Linked DNA regions of Mus musculus: region 2 is linked to region 1. A link is a contact called in public Hi-C data. All regions are on one chromosome and are shown on one strand. Each heading gives the region's core, a stretch centred on a gene start, on an enhancer-like site or on the middle of the called end of the contact. The rest is flanking DNA. Distances are from core to core; before and after follow the strand shown. Region 1 holds the start of Mis12 (MIS12 kinetochore complex component). Region 2 holds the start of Ctns (cystinosis, nephropathic).

Region 1 (7,203 bases), core at 1,797-4,296:
ATAAGGCCCAGGTTCAGTTCCCAGCACCCACATGGTGGCTCACAACTATCTATACTTCCAGTCCCAGGGAATCCAATCTCTTCTCTGGCCACCAAGGAAATCAGGCACACACATGGTGAGTATATTTACATGCATGCAAAGATAAAAGAAGAGGAAAAAATATATAATAAATAAATAAATAGTGAGGAACCAGATAAAAGCCAGACTATGACACTGAAATAGATTCATGATTTCTTTATGATTTTGTCCTTGATACTCCAATATAAGATTCTGCAGGCTCAGCTAAAGATATGTTTCACTGGCAAGCCACAAGGATAAAATTAATGACAGTTCATATCAAGGCACAATATTCTTTGGCAATCCACTCTCCTACCTTCAAACCACCTAGGGCTACATTTGCAGAAGCTCTCAAATAGTAACAATAATGGTAACGACTGATCTCCTACTCTTAACTATTTCTACATTACTTCATCCTCTTGTGGATCTGTTTTGTGATACAAGTTTGCATGATCCTTTAACGCCAAACATTGCACAGATCTATAAATCAGGGATACATTTAAGAGACTTTGTTGGGAACAAAGTCAGAAACATGTCATATGATATGACCTTAAAGTCAGAAGAGTCTGCATTATAATTGGAATAAACTTTTAAAATTCTTATTTGGCAGTTCCTTTATCAGACCTCATCCATTTAATTTTGTCTTTTGTTTACTCCTCTCTATTCAGTCAGTAGGTCATCTGAAAATATTCAAGTCTTTCAGTTTTATACAATAATTTTTTGGTTTGTTTGTTTTTCGAGACAGGGTTTCTCTGTATAGCCCGGGCTGTCCTGGAACTCACTTTGTAGACCAGGCTGGCCTCCAACTCAGAAATCTGCCTGCCTCTGCCTCCCAAGTGCTGGGATTAAAGGCGTGCACCACCACACCCGGCTATACAATAATTTTTGAAAGAGTTGATTTTATTGTTTATGTGTATATGCCTTTATATGCACATGCCACATGCATGTATGTGCCCCTGGAGGCCAGAAGTGGGTGTCAGACAGGCTGGAGCCAGGGTTATACTGAACATGCGCTGTAATGCAAACTCAGGTCTTCTGGAGAAGCAGTCTGGGCTTTTTACTGTTGAGCCATGACCACCTACACACAAGAACCACCTTTTAGACACTGTGTTATAAGAGAACAGCTACTCAAGACTACAAAATTTAAGTGGAACGTGTATTCTGTGTCCATGTCTTCACTCACCTTGGTTATGAGACTAATTCATTCCTCACTACTCTAACACAATGACAAAGTCATCTAAGTAGGGCGATGTGGTTATTTAGTTATCCCACCAAAGGACGCAACCTTAGCATCATCTGTTCTTGTATAATCAACGTTACAAGTTTGAGTTTATAAGGATATTTTTTTTGCTCCTAACTGATGGGTTAGAAAACTGGTTTTGCATATGTAGAACTATGCAAGAAAAACATCCTTTATATTTCAAACTAGGGTCTCAAAACAGGTCTTCATTTTCACTTTAACTGCTAGGAGCCTTGGAGGTATTAATTGATCTTCTAATCATAACAGATGGATGATGGAGATTTTTCTATACTAACTTCTGGGGGACTTGTTACTTTATTTGCATGTATAATGTCACTAAAGATTGCCAAAACATTCTCAGAATATCTAAGCTGTTTTACACTCACTTGGAGTAGACCAGAACTTCTTGTATCTACCAATACTCTAACTTTTGTGAATTTGGTAGTCATAAACTTGTTTTTCTTCCCTATAGAGCTAAGAGTATTCCCAGGGCCTTTGTACATACCAGTACGCACTCTAGCACGAGATTCCCAGACCCACACTGTATTTTGAAGACTAAGACCATATGGCTTCGCATACTGTTTGGACACTGAAACTACCTCCACCTTCCACCTTCACATATGTTGTTTCTATTGAGATGACTTTCCTAAAGACTGTATTTTCATTATCTGAATAGATTGGTCATCTGTTACAAATTACCCAATCAACTGACCACTTGCACCCTATAATTCTCTTAAGTTTGCACTCTAACTTTGCCTCCAAGTTTTCACCATTCCTGGATTGATGCGCCATGATTACATAACCAAATACCTACATCCAAACTTCCAGTTTTGAGAAAAGTTCCAATGTTGCCTTTTCTCTGTTGGACACTGCCAATGCTATAATGAGGCAGTAGCTATAAAGATGCAGTTTTACCAACAAGTTGCTAAGACCACTCCCCAGTGTTTGCTCCCATTCTACGTTGTCCACACTGGCCTAGAACTTCAGGATGGAACAAATCCTCTGGCTTCAGCCTTCAGAGTGGCTAGGAGCCACAGGTCGGTTCAACTACTTTCAGCTTTCTAGTCTTCCTTCTAAATGCCATTCTCTCCAACTTTTTACTTGGTTCCTACCAGTCTTGACGGTCGCATTTTTTTGTCCCACAATTTTTAAAGCTTCTTTATAACTTACTGAACACGTCTGCCACGGTCAGGATAGTCTTTGCTCCAGCCCAATCTAATTCTATTTTCTTTCCTTCAAGTAAGCATGCAGTAGGCGCAGATTCCAGAGCCAGTTCGAATACACATCCCTGAAGAACCGCCTCCGCTTTCCCTTCATCTACCGTCTCTTCTCTGCTAGATTAGAGTTCCTGCGGCTGAAGATAAACATGAGAGGTCCTCACACCGTCTCGACGAATGTAATGGACTTCAGAGCCTACGACCGCCACAGACAAGGCCCAGAAACCGCAGAACGGGAAGCGCTTCCTTCAGCTCCAGCTCCCGTACTACCCCGCGGCCGCGATGCATGCCGGGAACTCTAGGTCTCCGTACCCAGGCCGGCCAGACCGGAGGGATTCCCTACAGAACGCTCCGCCGCCCCGACGCCACTCCTCGGTCCCGCCCTTTCCGCTCCTCCTCGGAGAGCACACAGCCCCTACCGAAGCGATCCCGGGAGTGATGGATTCCGCCCCACACCGGCTTCCCGCCACTTCCTTCAAGCTACACTCAGCGGCTGGAAGAAGGCGGTAACACCGGCTCCTCCGAATCGACTGAGACCTGCCTCTGCGAACGAACGCCAAGGCGGGCTGGATCGCACTCCTGATTGGCTAGCCGTGGGTCAAAAGGAGCCACTGCGATTGGTAAAAGGAAGGCGACAAGGAGGGAAAGCTAGCTGTGGCCGGCAGGGATTGGCGGACGGAACTGGTCCTTCTCTCTGCGTTGGTAGGCGGAGAAGTAAGGATGGACCGACGCAGAGGCGCAACTCTTGATTGGTGGGTGAGCGGCCCCAAGGCGCCAGCGATTGGTGGCTGTCCGAGTACGCAGCGCTGATTGGACAGGAGTGGGTAGGCTGAAGGCCAGCTTTGAGTCCGCCCCGCCGCCTGGCATACTGGCGGAAGGGGAAGGGGGGCAGGCGCGGTGGGAAAGATGGCGTACCAGAGCCTCCGGCTGGAGTACCTGCAGATCCCGCCGGTCAGCCGCGCCTATACTACCGCCTGCGTCCTCACCACCGCGGCCGTGGTGAGCAGCTGTGGCGCCACATCCTCTTTTTCCAGGCTAGCTATGACTGCGTCTTCAGAAAACGGGTTTGGGCCGCGGAGAAGCCCAGTGGGTCTGGTCCCAGGGGTGGGTGGAGACATCCGGAGCTGACTCTAGGGTTTGGGATATTCCCAAGGGTGCCAAGCCAGTGACCTGAGAAGGGTGTGCCCCTTCGTGAAGGGCCAGGTCAGTTTCAGACAAATGAAATCCAGACCTGTAGTGAATCAGAAGTGCGGGAGCCGCCCACCCAAAAATGTGTCTGAGAGGTCCAGGTGACTAGTGGGAGTGAGGTCCGCTAGGTTCACAGACTATTATATTGAGTATAGAAATCTCGAGCTATCTGGAAACATCTTTCAAAAGACGGCCTATGGATATAAGTGTCTGGCCGCTTGTACCTATCCCTAATGGTAGCAGGGTCTTAGTTAAACCCCTTATTCCGAGTTGTCTCACCTAGCTGAGGTGGTGACCACGTGACGCACAGATTTGTAAAAGATGCTGTTGGCTTGTCTCTAAAATATGCTCACCCGCCTGCCTTATAGCATCCTCAAATATTGCAACATCAAACTGACATTGTGTGTTTATACAAAACGGTTGTGCAAATTCTAAAGAATCTCTTACCAGCTGTCACAAGCAAGACAGAAATGTATTCCAAGGGACAGAAATGATTAGATCTACTCATCCTTCGTGGTTCATGATGAAATTTTGTTTTGCGGTTGATCGGCTTCAAGAAGCTCTTTTTCCATTTCAGCAGTTGGAATTGATCACACCTTTTCAGTTATACTTCAATCCTGAATTAATTTTTAAACATTTTCAAGTAAGTGGTCTATATAGCAACTGTGATTAATGTTTTCATTATCTTTTTTTTTTTCGTATCGTTTAGTAAGTAGTAAATCCTGTGAAATAGAGTCTCAAAAAAAATAACCCAGTAGGGGAATCTCTGATTACAGGTCTTTTTGAGATGTAAAGAGGGCATTCCACAGCCTGGTTGGACTCTAGAATGGTTTGAGAGCTGCTAAGTATTTGGGAACTCCTTATATACCAAACTAGAGTTGCCAGGGGGGAGCCAGGTGCAGACAGAGCAAGCAGGAGGATGGCAGGTGCTGGATAAGCTTGAGCTAGAGAGAGAGAGAGACTGTCTTAAGAACATAATTTTTAGTGTGTCTTTGATGTGTTGAGATTTTATATTTGACTACAACTAGTTAAGAACTAATGTGGCCATAGTCCCAGCAGTCAGGAACCTGAGCCCACCTTGAACTACATACCAAGGAATTGTCTCAACACACAAACAACAGGAACAACAACCAACAACGACAACAACAGTAATAATAATGTGATCTGAGAATAGACTGATGAGCTGGCTGCCCAGGGAGTTTCACAGGATAGCCAGCCTTATTTTGTGTTTTTTCCACCCAGACACACCTACCTACCACTGTTGTTAGTCCTCTTGGGCCAGCTCATAAACTCAGTTCTGGTACAACTTTAACATTGATCTGTCTTCTAGAAGTCAGATTATCCTAACAAAAGTCTTATACCATTATCTAAAAGAGAATGTGACTTTCCAGATTATAGTTTGAAGAAGTCTTTTTTCCAGTAATTAAAATGCTAAAGAGATGTGTGTTTTCGTGCCAGGATGGTCATTTACACTCTAGGTGAAGTGGCTGTAATTCTGCTTTGTTGATGCTTTCCCCTGTCCCAGATGTGTTACACTCCCCTTGTACCGTTGAACTCTAGCTTGCCTTTCAAGATTCAGCTTTTGTGTAACCTCAGATACTTTATCTGTTAGAGCCTCTCTCACCTGTCAGTGTCCTCACTAGGATGAGAATTCTATAAACTCTGGATTGTTTGCATGTGAATAGAATGCTGGCTCCTTTTCACACTGCTGTGACAATATCTGACAAAGCAAACTTAAGAAAAAAAAAGGGTTTATTTTGGCTTAACAGTTTGTTGGTAAAGTCCACTGTGGTTGAGAAATTGTGGCATCCAGAGCTGCAGGCAGTTGGTCCCATTGCAGCCAAAGCTCTAAGTAGAGGTGCTCAATTCACTTCCTTCTGTTTAGTTGTCCTAGGACCCCAGCCCATGGAATGGTGCTCATCGGTGTTGTCCTTTCCACCTTGAGTGACTGAGTCTAGAAACTCCCCCACAGACATGCCCTGAGTTTGTCTTGAATGACTAGATCTGTCAGTATGAATTATCACAAGTAAATTACCAGTGATGAGGGTTTCAGGGTGTATAAAGCAGTCGGTCCTCTGATACCTTGACATTGTCACATCAGGATGCTTGTGGCCTTTGCTAGGACTGCTTCCTTCTGCTTTGTTTGGCTTAACTGCCTAGGGTCAGGTTCTTTGTTTTGTTTTTGTCTATTTTTCTAGATCGTTTATCTTGTAGCTATGGCTGGCATGACCCTCATGGTGTCCTCCTGCCTCAGCCTCTTGGTGTGCATCATTGTGCTTTTTTTTTTAAAAAACAGAGTCTCTTATGTAGCCTGGCAACTCTTGAGCTTAATGGCTCTCCTGTGTTCTTCCTGCCTGGACTCCTTAGTGCAAGGATTATAGACATAAGCAGCCATCCCTAGCTAAGGTCAAATTCTTGCATTAAGTTTGGAACTAGGAGTCTTCACCTATCTGCATGTCCTTGGGCAAGCTATAAGTTTTAAAATTCCTTCTATGTGAAGTGAGGATGGTCACCCCACCTTGCTTGCTTATCTCACATATGATAGTAAATTTTGTAAAGCTTTGTGAGTAGTTGTATGTTGAGTAGGTGAGATTGCCCCTGCATCTTTCCTTGTCTCTTAGAGCAGTAATTCTGTCTTGTACGGAAGTTGACTTGAAACCAGAACCTGGCTATTTATCCTAGAATCTTTCTACCAGTATGTTGTGGCTAATACAAAAACATTTCTTGGCAGCTTTACATACTGAATCCCTGAAATTTTTAGTACCTATAAACTCCTCATTTAGCACTCTGTTCTGCACACTAACCTACCTTTTACTCAGTAGCATAGTGTGGATTTTTGTGTTGTTAAATAGAAGATAATCATGATTTTGAGGTCTTTTTGTCCTATTGTCCATATTAATTTCACAGTCAAATTAGTATCTTGCGCGCGCGCGCACACGCACACACACACACACACACACACACACACACACACGCAGCACAGAACAAATCCAGAATCATCAGACTGGGTGTCCCATTTGAATGTGCCCACCTAGGACTTTGGAGCGTCAGAGTCAAAGGATGTTGTTTTTATCTTAGATAGAAATGTTTCCTGGTCATGTGTTTTACTTAATGTGTCTTTCTCTTGATTCCCTCCACCCGACTCCCCCTGCAGATCTGGAGGCTAATCACCAATTTCTTATTTTTTGGTCCAGTTGGATTCAATTTTTTGTTTAACATGATTTTTCTGTATCCTTTATTAAATAGAGTCAACATCAAAACTTTAGGTTATATAGTATGTATATAATTATATTAATACATATAAGACTTAGTATATACTATAAGTTGAAACTATTACTCTTGTTTATTTTTATAACATTTTAGTTATGGCTCCTGGGCCTGTAGTTTGTAATCACATCATAATGTTTTGAAACTGTTTGTAACTCCTTGTTTATACAGGAGGTTCCAGCTGTGAAAAGATATTAGTGTCCTTAAGTTGTGATTTATTATAGGCATATTTGT
Region 2 (7,313 bases), core at 3,275-5,774, 2.2 Mb before region 1:
GGAATGAATGACTGCACACAGATTCAATAGGAGAAAATGCAAATAGATTTATTAAGAAGCAAGAGGACAAAAATAAAGAAATAAATTACAGTGTGGAGAGAAGCAGAGGTGACGAGGACCCACTGGAGTTTATATTACCACTCATTTATAGAAGGAAGGAAGGAAGAATAAGAAATGTGGAGAACTTGGAAAGTTCTACATGATAATGGAGGAGGAGAAATTAGCTGGTAAGATGAGTCTCTTCAGAACTCGAACGAACCCAAAGGATGGAGATTAATCACCGAGAAAGAGAAGTTTCTGCATGAGGGCTACATCGCTCAGTCTTCCCTACTGAGCCTGAGGGTGAGATTTCAAGTGAGATAGAAGGCAGGTCTAGTGCCCTTGTAGGTTGGTCTTTATGGGGGACAAGGAGGGGAGTGGGACAAACCATCTTTCCCTATTGCCCAGGCTGGCTCTGAACTCCTGTCCCAGGGATCCCCCTTCCAGCCTCGGCCTCCCAAGGAGCTGATATCCAGCTTGCAGCTTGGTCTTGACACAACTAAGAGAAATGGAGAAGTCCACGTGTTTGAGTGAGGAGAGACCTTTCATTTCCCCTGTATCAATCAACATTCTCAGCGTAGCAAAAAGGGTGCCATACTGGGGGGATGTCAGCCTCCAGGGAACAAACCGACGGAAGCATGGTCAGAATAGCTCTTAGCCTAGCAGGTCAACACAAAGGAAGAACAAAGAAGGAAGATAAGTAAGGGTGAGCTGCGGATGGAGTGGACTGTGTAGAGAGCATATCCTGAGCAGGCAGCCCCAGACCCTAAACAAGAAGCCAAGTACACAGCAGTGAGAGGCACAGAGGAGGTCCACACCTGTGTGTGATCTCCATAGAGGAAGAAAGACCTGGAGGGGAAGGGAAAAGAAGTAAGTAGAAGGGACATTTGCTCAGGACATGGTCCAGTGTGGCAGCCATTAACCATACATGTCTAGTCTGCGCTGAAATGTTTCATATATGTAAGTTACATCTGAGGGCGGAGGGGATGGAGGTCACGTGCTTGCCTTACAAGCATAAGGACCTGAGTCTGATCCCTGGAACCCACGTTTTAAGAAGTCTGGTGCTGCGCTGTGTGCTTGTAACGCTAGCTAGCACTGGGGAGGCAGAAACAGGCAGATCCCTGGGGCTCTGGAGCAACAACCAACCTATTTGTCAAGCTCCAGGCCAACAAGAGATACTTTAAAAGAGGTGAGGCAGTCATGGATAAAACCTGAATGCAGTGCAAGGTTGGCCTCTGGCCTCTGCATGCATACACATACACATGAGCACCTAAGTGCACACACACTAGCTAGTTCAGAGTTAATATGAATAATGCATAATATCTCATTAGCACATCTCTACTGTTGAATGTTAAAAAGATATTTTGTATACATTAAATAAAAGTACATAATGAAAATTAATTTTATCCCAGCACTCAGAAGGCAGAGGCAGGTAGAGCTCTGTTACATAGCAAGTTCTTAGCCAGCCAGTTCTACGTAGTGGGTCTCTGTCTCTAAATAAATAAATAAATAAATAAATAAATAACTTTTAAATTAAATTAATTTTGCCCATTCTTTTTACTTCTTTTAAAATAGCTACTCGAAAGCTGAAAATTACATGTGTGGCTCACATGTGTGATTTGCATTTCTGTTGGACAGTGGTAGTTTAAAAGTCCCCAAACAGCCATCAGATGGCGCATCATCTCAGGACAGAGGGGCCTCTGTTTAAAACGAGTCCAGGGTGAGTGAGTTGTGAGGGTGGAGAGCACGGAGGAGGAAAATGAGCCAGCTGGAAGTCAGGACAAGGAGGTTGTGTTCAGCAGTTCATTTTAGGGTTGAGCTGGAGCAGGGACAGCCCTGGGACAATGGGCACACCCATACTGTAACAGGAAAACCATTGTTGCTGCTCTTTCTTAGTTGAAAACATCAGTAGGTCCATACCCAGATCAAGCCCTTAGAACTTCAGACTTGAAAAGAGTGCTCAGCAATTCACTCAAAGCCACCCACCCCTGCACCCTACAGCTGAGGAGCCTGAGCCAGAGACGAGCAACCAAGAGAGTCTGTCTCCCTCCAAAACCTTGTATTCTGGCTGCATGGGGTGGAACACAAATGTAATCTCAGCTAAGTGAGGAAGATCCAAGTTTGAGGCCAGCAAGACCCTATCTCCTAACAGAGAGAGGCAGGGGGTGGGGGTGGAGAGAGATCAATTTCACAAGAAAAGGGCAATGCCTGAACCCACTGTACTATAATCCTTGGCCCAGCTCCTCACTTCCCCAGGATCAGAGCCAACTTCTCCATGTCGTAATTCATGAAGTCAAATAGTCATTCTAAGATGCCCTGAGGCCCCAACCAAATTAAATGTGAAGGCCTCTGGGAAAATTAGAAGTGATCCCACAAATTGGACTCTGAACCCCCAAAGAACCGAATACAGACCCTTGGCAAGAGCATTTGAGACATGAAGCTCAAATGTGAGGTACTGCACTCAGTCCAAGTTTCTGGCTGGAGGAAGCCTTAGTGGCCACCTAGTTCAGATCAGAGAACAAGTTGAGGCCAAGAAAAAAGTGAGAGGTTACACTCTCACCTTGACATTCATATCTGTGAATTCACTGACTATAAACTGACCCTTTCAGGAAACAAATAGGAATGGAATCTGAGGCCATTCTGATCCTACTTACATCATCTTCCAACAGAGTCCACTGTCTTTAATTCATTGCATTTGTTTTAAAGGTATGTTTGTGTGTGTGTGTGTGTGTGTGTGTGTGTGTGTGTAGTGTGTGTGTGTGTGTGTATATATATATATATATATATATGTGTGTGTGTGTGTGTGTGTAGTGTGTGTGTGTGTGTATATATATATATGTGTGTGTGTGTGTGTGTGTATGTATATGTATATATATGAATGTATGTGTGTGTGTATATATACTGTATGTGTGTGAACATACATAGTATATATGTGTGTGTATATATGTGTGAATATGTATGTGTATATATTTATATAGTGTGTGTATATATGTGTATACATGTATGTGTGTGTGCACACAAACATGTGTGCCCGTCATGGGGCACATGTGGCAGTCAGGGGGCAGCTTTTCAAAAGTCAGTTCTTTCCTTCCATGGTAGGTTCTGAAGGTAGAATTCAGGTGACCAGGCTCACTCAGCAATTGCTATTACTGCTGAGCCATCCTGTGGACCCCTGGAGATGTACTTTTCTATCTTCTAGTTTTCAAAAGCCAGTGGTTGCAGCGTATAATCATCAGTCTGATTCTTTTCTAAAATGTTCATCAGCTTATCTCAGTGTCTCCCCACCTGCTCTGACAACTTTCCTCCAGAGATGCTCAGCAGGGGCTGGAATTCTTTGAGTAACCAAGTGAAATTATCAGTTTACTTGAACTTCAAAGGCATGAGGTAAGCCTAACGCTACGTCTCATTTCCAGAGCACAACCTGCCTAGGGGGTGGGGTCGGAAATGATGCCTGAACTAGAGGGCACAGGGTCATGAGTGGCGAGCGTGATAGTCAGGCCTGTGGTTATCACTTTGAAAGCAAGTCCTCTCGGCGCAAAGTACAAAAAGTGATGGGCGGATAGTAGAGGGATCCAGCGCCATGGTCAGGGGCCCCAGAAAAGCCGGAGAGCGGGAAGATCGGTGCCAGCAGGTGGGAAAGCTCCCTGGGCAAAATCTAACGGCTTAGCTTGAGCTGCAGCAGGCTTTGAAGCCCTAGAGGAAAGGGCAGCAGGCCTTGGAGGTCCGACAGACTGGGCAATCACGGGTACTTCTTCGCGGGAAGGTGTTGCCCGAGATGCCCCCAGGGTCGTCCCGGGGCGGCAGCTCCAGGGCTCTGCCTCACCTGGGGCCCGGCCACCGCGCTCTCAGTCTCTGCCCTCGCAGCCCGGGCGCAGCTCGCCAGCACCACGAACCCGGATGGGAGGCTGGGTGCAGCCTCCAATAGGGCGGCCTTCACGGACGTGGTGCCCAAGTCGATACCGAGAGTGACAGGTCGCGAAGCCATGGCAGTGGTGACAGCACAGCTCGGTGGCTTGAACCGCACGCCGGGGAACACTTCACTCTGGAGGGCAGTAAGGGGGCGGAGCTTCCTTGTCAATCTTTTAACCACTTCTATTGGTCGAGGAAAGCAAACACCACGCGCTCCCCACAGCGGCCTCCGGTGATAGGTGGAGAGACGACAGAAGGCGGGATCTATTGGTCAGAGGTTCCGGGACAGTGCCTGGGGTCCCAGGGTCTTCACCAGGGAGCACAGGGCTTCAAGGAGACAACAGAGACTTCGAGAACCCTGCTTCCCCTACAAGAGACTAGATCGCCCCTCACATCCGAGCCCCTGTCCCTGCCAAGGTGCCTATGCTCTTCCGCCCTTCCACCCTTCCCTCACCCCTACCAAGCGTTATCCTCCTGTATTCGTGAAAACTACAACTTCCAGAGCTCCTTGCACAGGGCTCGCGGCTTCAAGTCAGGTGGTTCAGGTCAGGTGACAGCTGGCCCCTCTTTCACACAAAGTCGGCGGAGCTCAGAGAGTCCTTACACTCCTAAGCGGTTTCTGGTGCGAGATTGTTGCTTTTGGTGAGGTCTGTCCACCAAGCCTGGGAAGCTGTCAGGTGAGAACCATCGCGACCGGGACAGCTACCCCCTTTTCTGGTATGACACCACCCACCCCAACAGACATTAGCCCCGCACCTCAGAGGGGCAACCTACGCTACCAGAGGGGCAGCGCCTGGGTTTCTAGCTTCTGGCCCCAACCCAGGCCCGCACATCTCTAGGTTTTAGGGCCAGGGTGTTGGTGAGCAAAAGCACGGACACCGACTGACAGCTGGTGTTGGTGGCACTATTCAGTATGTGGCGCCGCCTGAATCTGGCTTAGGAATGTGCAGGTAGGTAACTTGGGGTTGGGGGTAAATTCTGCTAGGACCATTCCAGGAGCTCGTGTTGATTCTCCCAGAGAATGAGAGGGTACCTGGATCTTGCCTTTTTCAATAATATTGAGGAAAATAACAATCTATGCTCTGTGAGAGCTTGCTGGGAGCCCTGGGTGGTAATAGTAATAACATTACCTCATTGTTTCTCAACTTTTTGTTATCTTACCAATCCACCTCAAACTTTTAATACAGCTGGTAAGCTCTATTTTTTTTTATTATGACGTTTGGGAGAGAGATAAGCAATTATTACAGCTATTTTTTCAGACCTCCAGAGCCTATTTTAGCCCCTTTGAGAATGTATGCCTTGTATTTCATCTCACTATAATCCTGTGGTGTAACTACCACTGTCCCTGTTTCCCCATTAAGAAACATAGGTTAATAAGTATTCCAGAATCATACAAGTAAATGGGAAACCTGGGACCTAGATAGTTCATCTCCAGGGAACATATTCCTTGTCCAATCTGTACTATCCCTTGAGGAATGTGGGTCTCCCCACTCTCATGGATTATGGCCAATTAGGTCCACGGGGGACAGGGGGCAGTGGGAGCAGAGACAAAGAGTGGTGGGCATGGTTTTGGAAGCCCTGTGAGTGGGTATGGTGAATGACCACTCCAAGACGAGCTTATAAAGTTTGGGGGACTGAAGGTAGGAACATCCAGGATAGTCAAAGGTCATTGGCTGAGGGCTTGAGGTACTGAAATGCCCCATTAGCATGGGGAAGCATTTCGGGAATCTCAGGTGCTCACCGAACAGGTTCTTATGAAAAGGAAGGGAATTGATCCTTAGGAAGGAATCTTGCTAAGGCTATGTGACAGTCATCAGGTAGAGGCCTGTGTTGGGGCTTCGAATTCCCCAGACAAGGTCAGAGGATGAGAAGTTCCACTTATGCCGAACCCATGGGCTATGCAGTCATGGTGGACCTCCACCTTAATTAACAGTTTTCCCACAGAGGAAGCTCCAGGTTATGGACCAAGAGCAGGACTACCTCAGACACCTGACTAAGGGAAGCTGCCACAGGAGATCTCTTGTGGGGGATAGTAGAGGCTCTTAAAAGTGTGCCATCTGATTGAGGTGTAGAAGATGGTAAACACACACACACACACACACACCAGAAGATGGGCATGGCAAGTCTTGTAACTTTGTCTTGTAACTTTTTACAAGCCTAGTTGTGTGTTTGACCAACTGATCTTTTTAGCATAGTAGGCGCCATCGGTTCTAGGTTTCTCCTTCAGAGATGCCTTAGCCTTTAGCACTGGGGAACATTTTGCTGACAGAGTGTTTGAGTTTCACTTGGAAGCAGTCCATATCTTCCAAGAAGTGATATTCATTTGTTTGTTTATTATATAGCATTCTGCCTACATGTATGCCTGCAGGCCAAAAGAGGACATCAGATCTCATTACAGATGGTTGTGAGCCATCATGTAGGTGCTGGAAATTGAACTCAGGACCTCTGGAAGAACAGCCAGTGCTCTGAACCTCTGAGACATCTCTCTAGCCTAAGGTGTTTTTTGTTTTTGTTTTTGTTTTTGTTTTAAGAGAACACTGCCAGTGTTGGTTGGTTGGTTGGTTGGTTGGTTGGTTTTCCTGTTAACTGGCTACAGAAAGCAGCTGAGGGAAAAGTGCAGGCTGTGTTCACATCCTCGGAGTAGGACTTTACACAACCCACGCAGCTGCTCCGAGTGGCTTTGCCCATTACATGAAACATAGATAGGTCCTCTCCGGGTCTCCTTCTCAGAGGTTGTGATGCCTGTGAGGTCAGAGGTGTGGAGGAGAAACCCTTTATGAACTGTCTCCCTGTCATGGGTCAGGGAGCATGTTGTCCATCAAGAGCTGAGCTAATCTAACCTTAACATGCCTCTCTCTTGCTCTTTCTTCCTCCTAGTTCTGAGAAGTCAGAGACCATGAGGAGGAATTGGCTGCTTATTTTGACCCTTTTTCTCTTGATGTTCATAGAGAAGTATGGTAAGTTTAAGACTGCCTTCTCAGCTTTGTAAAAATGAAATAGTGCAAAGAGTAACTTTTTTAATTTATTTAATGCCTCTATTGTATTAATAGTATATTGTCTCAACTTTTCATATCTAGGCATATTGTGATGGGTTTTAATTTTGTTAGGGATGTAATTTTCTTCTCATACTATTTATATAGTGTGATAATTTTTTTTTCAAGAACCAAACTTCAAGGATTATTTGTAAAGAGTAACCTCTTTGTCACCAAAGGTTTGGTACTGTCCAGCAACTGATGGTTGGCCTGCCACTCAAGAGAGGTAGCCAGATCCAGTTCTGGTGTAGGGACATTGTACAAAGAGCCAGATGATCCCAGTCATAGTTGGCATTTTAACCTTGGGTCCCTCTTGCTCTCTTGGTATCAGCA

What was found. Hi-C and Micro-C count contacts between places; a contact is called where the count stands out from the background.
Region 2: a Hi-C map of B cells shows a contact between it and region 1, with 7 read pairs. The contact joins the promoter of Ctns here to the promoter of Mis12 in region 1. A contact is called at or near these places in 3 of 39 promoter capture datasets (embryonic stem cells, hippocampal neurons and liver), 1 of 484 Hi-C or Micro-C datasets (B cells), 2 of 115 datasets of contacts at active chromatin or transcription factors (astrocytes and stem cell-derived neural progenitor cells) and 1 of 9 other capture datasets (adipose tissue).

Annotation. Positions count from the first base shown.
Region 1 is chr11:71,015,454-71,022,656 of GRCm38.p6, reverse strand. It overlaps Mis12 (MIS12 kinetochore complex component), which reads right to left and starts at 3,046. Exons shown (of 3, transcript NM_025993.3): 1 at 2,468-3,046. It overlaps Derl2 (Der1-like domain family, member 2), which reads left to right and starts at 3,354. Exons shown (of 7, transcript NM_033562.4): 1 at 3,354-3,513; 2 at 4,280-4,345; 3 at 6,857-6,930. The coding sequence starts at 3,421.
Region 2 is chr11:73,196,230-73,203,542 of GRCm38.p6, reverse strand. Ctns (cystinosis, nephropathic) reads left to right here and starts at 4,524. Exons shown (of 11, transcript NM_031251.4): 1 at 4,524-4,625; 2 at 6,826-6,905. The coding sequence starts at 6,845. It overlaps Shpk (sedoheptulokinase), which reads right to left and starts at 4,061. Exons shown (of 7, transcript NM_029031.3): 1 at 3,863-4,061. The coding sequence starts at 4,024.